Regions from separate parts of the Mus musculus genome. Here region 1 is linked to region 2. A link is a contact called in public promoter capture Hi-C data. All regions are on one chromosome and are shown on one strand. Each heading gives the region's core, a stretch centred on a gene start, on an enhancer-like site or on the middle of the called end of the contact. The rest is flanking DNA. Distances are from core to core; before and after follow the strand shown.

Region 1 (6,081 bases), core at 2,530-5,029, 330 kb after region 2:
TTAGCTTTCCTCTCCGGTGACGTGGATGGGCAGGTATTACAGCCTGTCCACTTTCAGCTCTTAGCAGCCCTGCTTCAGAACCAAGCCCAAGCAGCTGCCATGCTTCCCCTGCCGTCTTTCAATCTGACCATCTCAGATCTTTTGCAACCGCAAAATACCCCTTTACCCTTATTAACACAGATGACAGCCCCACCAGACCGTTTGCCAAGCAATCAGTCAGACAACAGCCGAGCTGATACCCTTTTAGGCAGCCCCCTGGGAAACCCTTTAGCAGGCAGTGACACTACTTTTAACCCCCTGCTCCTCCCAGCTGTCACTGGGGCCTCAGGATTAATGGCCTTGAATCCCCAGCTGTTGGGGGGTGTCCTGAACTCGGCATCGGCCAACACCGCTATTCATCCAGAGGTTTCCATAGCAACCTCCTCCCAGGCAACCACTACCACAACCACTACATCATCAGCAGTGGCAGCACTGACTGTCTCAACACTTGGTGGGACAGCAGTGGTGTCAATGGCAGAAACATTGCTGAATATATCTAATAATGCTGGGAATCCACCTGGTCCAGCTAAACTCAACAGTAACTCTATGGTGCCACAGCTACTTAACCCTCTACTGGGGACAGGTCTGCTTGGTAAGTTCAATTTTTTCACAAATTTTTTTTTAAGAAACGTTTTTCTAATTCTCTATTCTCCTTTTTAAAACTACATTTTGTCACACTATTTTTTTAAAATGTCTTCATTATGTCACAGTTTATTTAAGTAATTAAATATAACAACACCCACACAAAACTATAGCTAAACAAACATCAAAATGGCTTTTTCCTTTTCTGATTCTAGCATTACTAAATACCACTGTAATCTGCTTCCTCTTATCTTCTAATTCTGATGCCACCTGAACCTAACCTACCTACCACTCCCTTCAGCCAAGTACAGTCTGCATCTTCTAAAGAGCCTTCATTTCTACTGTAGTTGGTGTGGCATCACAGGGTTGGTATGAGCAGCTGCACTAGGGTGGGAACAGTTGGAGGAAGTACTTCCAGGTGAACCCTGAGAAGCAAAACTAAAAAGGCCAGAAATCAAAATACCCCAAGCTGGGGTTTCCCCCAAGACAAAGGAAAATGTCCCTCTAAATAATACTAGGTTTCCTCAGAATTATCATTTTTATAATAATGGATTTGTCCATAAATACCTTTCTTTTTATAGGTTAGCTTATCAGGAAAAAGTTGGAAATAATGTCAAGTATTTATAATGGTGGGTGCAGGTAACACCAAGGAGAAGGATAGATAGGAAGTGCCAGTGAAACCCAGAAATAGAAGCAAGAGTACATGGTGTTGTCAAGAGCATCTTGATGCACTGCAGAGCTAATTATGTACATTACTTTATGGAAACTTTTATAATTATACTGCAGTGCAGTTAGTTTTGTCTAGACCTAAAATATAGTTAACCAAAAAAATCATAATAAACATACAGACTCAGGTTACAAAATTGTTCCCAAAAGAATTTAAACAACTTAAGACAATTCTAAATTTTAACTATGTATCAGTTACTAATGCTATCCATTGACATCATTGATTTTAAAATCTTCATAACAGCTATAGCAGTGAATTCTTTTGTATTGTTGGGTTTACAGTTTTAATTTTAGCTGACTAACATTTAACTGAGCAACAAAATGAGTATTTCAAAACTAAGCACTTAATTTAATTGGTGGCATTTATTGATGATTATGACTTAAAGCTGATTTTTTTATATAAATGAGACTATATTATACCCACTCTTTATCATCATCTGCTCAACTATTTACTGCTAAGTAATTGCTAAGGAAAATTTTCAACCTTTAACTGTAGGTGTTCTAATAAAAATAAACATAGGGACACTTAGCTCTGAAGTTTAACATTAATGACTAAGTAATTTTTATGTAGTATAAAATAAAAGGCTGACCTTACAGATAAAACTAAATGCTAAAGGTATTCTTTACTTACAACTAAGTAAGGCTGATTTAAAAAAAAAAAATGACCAATTTTCCTATGAAGCTCAGCTTTCAGTTTTTGTTTCAGAAATTATCAGGTGCAAAGACAACCATAAGTTAGTTCTCTGAAGAAGCACGTTTACTTATACTTTATGTTTTTCAAAACTGTAGGTGATATATCATCCATAAACAATTCATTGAATAACCATCAACTGACTCATCTACAGTCGCTACTAAACAGCAATCAGATGTTTCCTCCAAATCAGCAGCCGCAGCAACACCTTCTCCAGGGACACCAGAATCTCCAGGCCTTCCAAGGACAACCCACAGTCCCTTGCCCAGCTAACAATAACCCCATGGCTTGTCTGTTTCAGAACTTCCAGGTACTTTCCTTCCACACATGACTTTAGCTGGAAACAATGTCTGGTTCTATTGAAATAGAGAAGGAATGAAAAAGTACCCTTTAGAGCCTATTGACAGTTATTTCTTAATATTGACTATTGTTAAACATCCCAGTCCTTTCTGTAAAGATAATTATATTTTGTATAAGGCAGTAGTTTTTTTGGAAATGTGAGTGAAAACTGATAGTGTTACCCTCTTATGCCCTTTTGTGCCTTGTGCACACATTACTGTCATAATTAATATACATTTTCTTCCATGTTAGCTTCCACTACCCTCTCCTCCTGATTTAGGCCACATGGCCAACTACTTCTACAAAGGTGACTAATATGCTAAAGATTATATAGAAAGAGTTATGCTATATCAGTGTAAAAAAGAAACATACAATATTTTTTTAAAGATGTAACACTTTAAAAAACAAACAAAAGGGTGGGGCTCACTATGTAGTCCAAGCTAGCTAGTCTTGAATTTGCACCCTCTTCCTCAGACTCCCTTATGCTGGACTTATAGACATACACCACCACAGACTATAAATAATAAAACAGAGGAAGCTATTTAAGCAAGATATAAAACCATTAGGTTAAAAGAAAAATATGTAACTAATACAAAAATATTAATTTCTATATGATCAAAGTTATAGAAGTATCAAATGTCAGGAAATATATACATAATGCATGCCATATATGGACACCCTTCATATTAGTATACTTCCTATAAATCAAGAAGGAAAGGATAATTGACTAGAAAAATAAGGAATAATTATAAACAGAGAGTTCACAGGAAATGAAATATTAATTATTAATATCATGAAAAGAATAACCAATATGTCCATTACTATGTATTTCCCATTGATGGCATGCACTGCTGGTACAGGTATAAAGGAATCAGCACTTTGATTTTATTGTTGGTCCATATGGATTCTGGTTAAGCTTTATTAGCTTTTTTGTTCTTTTTGATAGAGTTCAAAGCTAAGTGAGGCCGTGTACAAGCTGTGGGAATGCTCTACCACTGAGCTATATATCCAGCCTCGCTCATTTCTTTTGGAAGATAATTTGGTAGTTTATCAAGTTCGTAAGCATATTTGTATATATGTGTATATGTGTGTCTAAACACATATCTGTTCACTAGCCCAGACATTTAATTCACATATGTTTGACTTAAGAGACATCTTCACATGTGAATAGAAGAGCACATAGCAGAGCATTCATTACAACATGAGTCAGAAATTAAGAGGCTCTAAGGTATTGATGAATCAGAAAATAATTTTATTACATAATATCCATCTATCTATAAGCTTAAAAGATTAGGTAGTCTTATTCGCTCAAATATGCTGAGACCTCCAAGACTACGAAATCCTGACACCATAGTATTAGCAGAAGAGTGGTGCAGTACATTTCCTCATACCGTGAAAGGGAAGGATGGAGAAGAGAAACTAGGTATTGCTACATGCTTTAATAGTTTAAGTGTCTGCCAGGGTGCTCTACAGCCCTTCTTTCTTTCTTCTGAGAAAGGAAGTAAGATAGAGTAGGGCAGAGAAGTGTTGGTTTAGTAAAGAATGGTGATGAACACATCTTTCACCTAGAATGAAATATCCACACATACATAATAAATTAATTCATAATGGAAGATGTGCATACCTACAGCATCCAGAAAGCAAGCTAAAGCCTGCAGCCAGCTCACTGTGCTGTTAGGACATGAGAGTAACTCCGGGAGAATACAGTTTGGGGAAGTGGTAGAAGCAGGGTCATATTGCAATGGTCAGAATGACAAATAGAGACATTGAGACTTGTAAAATGAGGTATTGCTTCAAAAACCAAACTGACACTGTGAAGAGCAGGGGGCCTGGGTTAATGCTCCAGAGGGTACACTGGGTTGAGCACTGACCTTCTACATAGGGAGGCATGAACATAATCATATGCTAAAAATAAAGAGCCAAAAAAGTACATGAATGTAAATATGAAGAAAGGGAAGTACAGAGCTTTCTTCCATAGAGCAGATGGAAAACTGGACAAAATGTAAGCAAAGCATAACTTATGAGAAATATAAGCTATTAAGGATCAAGAACTGTCGGAGTGTGACAGATCTTACCATGAGCTTCATTTTCTCTGGTAAGTAGGGCTATCTACCAAGAATAGGTTAGGAAATGATATGGCAATCATCTTGAAGAAGTACAGAGAGAGTGTTGTGGAGAAAATGATTCCTGACTGGAAGGTCACAGGACTGAAGGAGCAGCAACAGGCCAGGTTGGAAAACATAAATATCTATTCATAAAATACTTTACCTTCCTGTGGATGTAGACAAAACCAGAATTTAAAGTTATCTAAGATTTAGATTTTATCTGGCAAGTCCAGACAAGGGGGCGGGGGGTAGTAGCAAAAGAGTGGCTGATGTGCCATTGGATCCTAGGTGCTGGTTTAGTAAGAAAGTAAGTAGAGACCAGAGGGGAGTGGTCTATTGGCCAGAGATGAGTAGAAATTAAGATTGATAACTAATGATGATATTAGACCTAAAATCTGTCACAGTATTTCTTATACAGTGTTTGCAAAATTAGAGAAGCCATAGAATTTTTTTTCCAAACTGCGTTAATGCTTCCTATACAGACATCCCTTCCCCTTGCCTCTTCCTAACGGATAGTCACTCTATAGACAACCATTGTTCTTTGTGGCAACATGAGGATGCATCTCAGGAAATGGTCTGATAAGAATGAAGAGTAGGAATTAATACCCAGTCTAAAGACTTCAACAAATATCCTGTCTGGTTAGTGAGATAACTAAGAGGGCGTCTTAGTTAGGGGTTTACTGCTATGAAACAGATACCATGACCAAGGCAACTCCTGTAAGGACAACATTTAATTGGGGCTGGCTTACAGGTTCAGAGGTACAGTCCATTATCATCACGGGAGGAACATGGCAGCATCCAAGCAGGCATGGTACAGGAGATGCTGAGAGTTCTACATCTTCATCTGAAGACTGCTAGCAGAGTCCTTGCTTACAGGCAGCTAGGATGACAGTCTTAAAGCCCATACTCACAGTGACACACCTACTCCAACAAAGCCACACCTGCTCCCACAGGGCCATACCTTCTAATAGTGCCACTTCCTGGGCTAAGCATGTACAAACCATAACAGGGTAAAGGCTCTTTTCTCACAAGCCTGGCAACCCAATTGTCCTCTGATCTCCACACATGCACCATGACATGTGTGCCCACACACATTGTATACACAAAATAAATATAAATAAAAGTTAGCATGTGTAATGTCATACCAAAGTAATTCATTGTTAGAAAAGGAATTTATTTTATTTTATCTTATATTTAACTTAGTTAAATTAGTTATCAATCTTAAGTTTCAAATGCCTGTAAGACCATTGAGCAAACACATGGAAACACCTTGTGTCCAACTACCTCAAGTTTAATTTTTCTAGAAAACACTTGGCAATGATGAGTTTAAAAGATCTGTTGAACTGCTTCAACTAAAAAAAAATTACCCAAATATAAAAATACAGTCAATGTGTGAGGTTTTCTATACAGAATGGTTTTTTCCTTTCATTTTTATTCTTGTTCTTTGTGCTTCCTTGTTTATCTTTTGGTGAATCTTTAAATTATGATATTTTTAAGGTCTTTACATTCTTCTCTTCTCTCCTCTTCTCTCTCTCTCTCTCTCTCTCTCTCTCTCTCTCTCTCTCTCTCTCTCTCTCTCTCTTCCTCTCTCCCTCTCTC
Region 2 (5,783 bases), core at 1,986-4,485:
AAGAATTCCACCTGGCCCCCATCAGAGTAAAAAAGCAGACAAAGTATTAAAAAAAAAAAAAAAAAAAAAAAAGATTCTCTTTAAATGCAACAGGAATTAGATTTAGAGCAAATTTCTGCAAATTAATAAGAGAAGCTAAAAAAACAATTAGAATGTTATCTTCAAAGTGTTGAAAACTATCCACAAAGCTGTAAGAAACCATAATTCCTTAGAACTGAAAGCAAAACAAGAGCTTTGAAGCAAAGAAACAAGAGAACTGGTTAAATGCATTAAGGAACTTCTGCAGACTATCCTAAGAAAAAGGAAAAGGATGCCAAAAAGACAGTTAGAAATGCAAGACATTAATCAGAAGAAAGTGGCCAAGATATAGAAACATCTATGTCAATATTTATTGTTAATATTGCTGTCCAACATAAATGTAAATCCTAATTTAACATTTTCTAGTATATTTAATAAAGCAAAAAAGGTGAAAGTAGTTAAAATTTTAACAAGCAAATATAATGAGAAGCTGAGGTGTTTTACACACTTTTCAAATATAAAATGAAACAACAAAACACTAAAAAAAATTCCTACTGTAAGTCAAACTACCTATAACAATACATTTCAAGTGCTCAAAAGCCACATGGGGCTGGTGGCCAAGTTGAAACCCTATGTCCTGGAGTTAAAGCTAAATAGAAAGTTCAAGAAACAATAACAAGATATAAATTAAAAAAGTAACACTAGGCCGGGTGGTGGTGGCAGCGGCGGTGCACGCCTTTAATCCCAGCACTTGGAGGCAGAGGCAGGCGGATTTCTGAGTTCGAGGCCAGCCTGGTCTACAAAGTGAGTTCCAGGACAGCCAGGGCTACACAGAGAAACCCTGTCTTGAAAAAACAATAAAAAAAAAAAAAAAAGAAAAAAAAAGAAAAGAATGTAATATTACAAGAACAGATTATCTATCTGCCGCAATGCTACAAATCCTTATGGAAAACAGCAAAATAGAAAAAGAAACTATACAAAAGACTTTAAAAGGATGATTTAAAAGACAATTTCTGAATGAATAAATCCAAACAGCCAAGTTTCTGAAAACAGTCAATATCACCAGTACAGAACTTTACTCAACACAGAGCAAATTATAAAACTACCCTCATTAGATTGACAAAATTAAAAGCTAGTTGTTGGTGAGAAGGTACAAGTAAGGCTCGCTCACACCTGAGGCCGGGGGATGAGACAGCATGCCAGTCTAAATGTTTGGTGAAACTGAAGACAGCCACATACAACTCATAAAAATACATAGCTATATTCACATAAAATTATGTAGTATTCAGATCATTATTATGTAGCTATGTAGATCATTTAGTAGTAAAGAAATGAATACAAGTCAAAGTCCATTAAGACTAATGGTGGCTTAGTTATAAAAACAGTGCCTTTACCTTAGAAACTCTTACACCACAACAAAAAAATATATAAATTACAGCAAAATGTATTAACAGGGTCAAATCTCAGCCAGGTAAATAAAGGGTCCGACTTAATAGGGTGTGTGAACTACCTACCTACAAGCAGATAAAAAGAGGCCAATTGAGAATTTGTTTAGAAGCGCTGACATACATTTTTACTAAAAGAAAAGCAGTGAATCACAAGAATCAAGATAATAGTAAGGTGGCACCAGAGGAAGAGAGGCCTGGAAGCAATTAGTGGGCCTGTTCCTGCCAGCTGCTACCCATGTTTTGGTTCTTGATTCATAGTGGTTACAGGTTATGTATGCTACAGTCGTTCTCTACATCTGTGTTTTGTGCAGTTTCCCACACACTTAGGCCATTACACAAAACAGGATTTAAAAGTTTTACCTAGGTCATAATAGTTTTCTATAAGAAGATTGAGACTTGGTTTTCTAATAAAAATTTTAGGGCACTGGAGTTTTGTTTTGAACCCATCTGACATAATTACCTCCCTAGGACGAAGGAAAAAAAAAAAAAAGCACCGTGCAATGGATACATTAAATAGCGTACTGTATAGACTTGCACCAAGAACAATTCGGGAAAATGTGTAACTTTTAACAGACTGAATCCTACTGAGCAGAACTAAAATAGTTAAGACTAAGTAAGAGTAAGTGCGAAGATCTCCGATTTTGAATTTTTTTTAATGTAACTTGGATTATTAAAGACGAGGTAATAGTCCTCCGATGTATCTTGACAAAAACCAGCTAAAAGACTAACGAAGAAAGTTAAAATGAAAAAGAAGCCGTTATTTCACTATAAAAAAAAGAAACACCCAGACAAAAAGCTTTCTCTTTAGCTCCACAAGAAAAGAATATTTCAAGGCTTTTCTTTTTTAGTGACAAAACTCTGTATGAAAGACCAAACAATCCCAAGCATCCTCAAACGGGCAGTCTTTTGTGTTTGCAGCATTAAGGCAGAGAGCATGCAGGGAGCCCTCACTCAGACCTTTCCTGCCCGTTCCTTGCCTACATGCCTACAGCTTCTCCAAAATCCCAAAGAAAACAGAAAAGTCAGGAAGGCAGGATGTGTATGAGCAAGGCTACCGCAGAAGCTGATCAAAAGGCACACATCTGGTTAGGTTTTTCCAAATATGTCGCACGCTCTAAAGCAGGTAGTGCTTCTCTCTCTGCAGAGAACCTGACCTCTCAACACTGCCCAATCATGTTCCTCACCCAAAAGCCTTCTGTAGCCCGTCTCTGCTGAGCTCTGTGCCCGCTTCGTCCACAGCAGCTCCCGGAAGCCGAGAGCCAGGGGCAGGCCTCCTGCTTTAGGCCTACCCGGCCTGCACGAGCCTCCCACTCCCCTCAGATTGTCCACCCGCCCGTAGCCACTGCGGCCCTCACCTTGCCTACGAGACCGGCCTTACCTCTCCCAGTCAAGCCTGCCTAAATCGGGCAAAGCCGGCCGCCGCCGACGGTGAGGACCGAAGGATGTTCACCACCTTCTCAGTCCCGCTGCTCCTACTGCAGCCCACCGCGCACAGCAACTCCCAGCATGCACGGCGACCGGCCGGCTTTGGCGGCCCCGCCCCCGCTCCGCCCCACCACGTGACCTGCTTTCAGGTCGGTCCCCGCCTACTTCCGTCCCTCCGCTCTCCCAGAGGAGGGAGGAGGCAGCTGGGGCTGCTCTAGAGTAGCAACTTCCTCCCTCTTCCCGCCCCCGCCCGGCTACCCCCTGCTTACAATGGCTTCCGGGTCGCCAGCGCCTTGGAGCCTTCTGGGAAAACCATCTCATTTCCTCCCCTCCCCCTCCTCCTTGCCTTCCACCAACCAGCCTCCCGTCAGAACGGGACATGCGCAGTGAGTGCCTCCCGTCTCGTCTCCCCGAGCCCCCCCTCCCCCCCAAGCAGAGAGACCCCAGCAGCAGCAGCAGCTGATGATGAAGAGAGAGGCAGTGGCAGAGGGGGGGCACCTTTTATTTCTATTTTTAAAGGGACAGGACACTAATTTTACCCCACTTCAACCTTGAATTGAGGGGGGTGGGGGGAAGGCGGCCGAGTTCCTCCCCCACCCTCCAGCTCTGAGCCCCGAGTGGGGGAATTGAGCCTGAGAGAGGAGAGGAGTTTCTTCTTCTTAGAAAAACCCCCATCCACGACTCCTACCCGCTCAGCCCTCCACACGCCTGCTTCCAGAGCCCCCTCCACCCTCCTTCTCTGTGGCCGGGAGAGAAGGAGAGAAAGAGACCAAAAGCCTCTTAGCAACACAGACCCTTGGCTGCTGCTGCTGCTACTGCTGCTGCTGCTGCTGCTGTTGCTGTTGCTGCTGCTTGGCCCTGGCTGAAGACATCTCCCTACACCGGGAGCAGCCACTTCCCCAGCTCTCCTCCTCCTCCTTCGCCTCCTCCTCCTCCACTCCCCCCCTTTATTACCCTTTGTGTCATCCTCCACAGCTCCAGGGAAGGCACTCAAAAGTGGGGGGCAGGAAAGGTAAGTGTGTCTGTGGGGGCTCCATTGCCTTCCTCTGGCTCTGACTTTCACTCCGGGGCAGCAGTAGCACCAAACCTCATACGCAGTGGAGCTCCGGGGTGAGGAGGGGGTGGTGCTGGGGGGGGGGGGAGTGAAGGAGGGGCGGGAGTGAGGAGGGGTGTGTGAGGTGGGGTGTCCACCCTGTCAGGGAAGGAAGGACACTTTTATTTTTATTTGCTGTTGTCAAAAGTGCTTTCTCCAGCTAACATCTGATTGTGTCTTGCTTCACTGGGGGAGAATACAAAAACAACCCCCTCCTTCCTCCAATGAGGCGCCAGGGAAAGAGACAGAAAAGAGGCATACTTTCTGGATGTCACTTAAAAAATTACGTTTGGAGAGATTTTTTTTTCCTCTTTCCTCAGGAAAAGCTGCCTGCATTTGTTTCTGAGTGGGAAAATGTCGGGATCTGAATTGTGTTGGAACTGCTTTAACCAGTTGTAGACCTGAGTGTTTCTCTCTCTTTGCTTGTCTGTGGCTTGGATATTGACTTTAGTGTTGAAAGACTTGACTGGTTTTACGTTAGGTGTTTAGCTTCTCCATTTTTCATTTTGTCTGAATGGCATAGCGAATTTCAAATTTTACTTCATAAGGCCTTTGGTTGGATTTTACACTTGTCTCTCTCTCTCTCTCTTTTTTTTTTTTTGTAAAAAATATTTGCTTCATGTTTGACTATATATTTAAAGCTTAAAATGCTTAAAGTTTAAATGCCATTGGTATTCTCTTTTCCCACATACCTTTCTGGTATTCATTTTCCACAACATGGAAATATTAGATATTTCATAACTAACTTTTCCCCCTCTAATCGTTGTAACTTGTCTGAACAAGTAATCCCCATTGAAAACTTTATGTTGTTCTTGCTGCATAGAAGGCCAGATATCCCCATCAATATTTTGCTGGATTGGTATCACTTCAGTTTTAACTGAATTATTTATTTACTGTTGTAAACCGAGAAGAGGTTTTCATCTCAATTTTTGTTGTGAACAAATTGTTCACATATGTAACAAAATTAATTTCCAAAATAAACTTTAATGAGTTAAAAAATCATGAAGTTGTAGTTTGTTATAGTTGGCAACAATCGAAAGGTAAATCTAGATTTAGATTTATAGAGTAGCAGTCTTGATTAAAAATAACTATTCTGTATTCCTATATGATATATTCTTATGGCTTTCATTTTATAGTGCTATATTTTCTTTATATTTATATATTATACCTATATTTCAAAATAGAGCCAAATTTTATTCCAGCAGTACTAAAAATATATTTCTGTTGTAGGCCTCATGGTTACAGCTTACATTAGGAGGTAATATTTTGTTTCATTTATCCATTTCTTTAGCCTTCTTTGAAAATGGATACACACATTCATATTCTATCTGTATGCTTCTCTTTCACTTTATAAAAACCGCATTGGTTTTTTTTATTCCATAATTTATGTCAGCAATAGAAAAACAGTCATTCAATCAGCAAAAAGGATTGAAGAAATAAATCTATAAAGACATTTGGCATGTGATCTTTGACGTAGTAGTACACTGTGATGATCCTTTTTTTTTGTTTCATATTTTTTGCTTGATTGTAAAGCCAAAACATGATATATGCATATTTTAGTAACCTAAAAGTACTTCATATGTAGAACTTGTCTAGTAAAATTTTAATTACCAACCATATATAAAAGTAGACATTTACACAGAGAGTGGGGAATTATAGCAGTAATCAATATGGTCCTAATTCTTTGATTTCTGTTATGAATTTGAACACTTTTTTTCACCTTTCTCTGAAATGTGATTGCTTCACTTAAGCAGAAATCAGTGCTAATCCCAAGTTGTTTCTCCCATAGTAATACTATT

Evidence for each region. Promoter capture Hi-C pulls out the DNA fragments that hold promoters and counts their contacts.
Region 1: a promoter capture Hi-C map of hematopoietic stem and progenitor cells shows a contact between it and region 2. The contact joins the enhancer-like site here to the promoter of Mbd5 in region 2. A contact is called at or near these places in 10 of 39 promoter capture datasets (the C10 cell line, the HPC-7 cell line, HPC-7-derived erythroid cells and 8 more), 11 of 115 datasets of contacts at active chromatin or transcription factors (acute myeloid leukemia, embryonic basal ganglia, embryonic forebrain and 8 more) and 3 of 9 other capture datasets (adipose tissue, liver and pancreatic islet).

The regions. Positions count from the first base shown.
Region 1 is chr2:49,272,427-49,278,507 of GRCm38.p6, forward strand. It overlaps Mbd5 (methyl-CpG binding domain protein 5), which reads left to right. Exons shown (of 17, transcript NM_029924.2): 12 at 1-631; 13 at 2,137-2,348. Among named protein-coding and RNA genes, the nearest start is that of Gm25215, 120 kb to the right of the region's middle. Within about 2 kb of position 3,780, at least 32 of the 459 cell types and tissues checked have an H3K27ac peak or open chromatin away from gene starts, as enhancers often do. A contact at or near this core is called in acute myeloid leukemia and hematopoietic stem and progenitor cells, where this site is marked.
Region 2 is chr2:48,946,273-48,952,055 of GRCm38.p6, forward strand. Mbd5 (methyl-CpG binding domain protein 5) reads left to right here and starts at 3,236. Exons shown (of 17, transcript NM_029924.2): 1 at 3,236-3,277. It overlaps Orc4 (origin recognition complex, subunit 4), which reads right to left and starts at 2,995. Exons shown (of 14, transcript NM_011958.4): 1 at 2,845-2,995.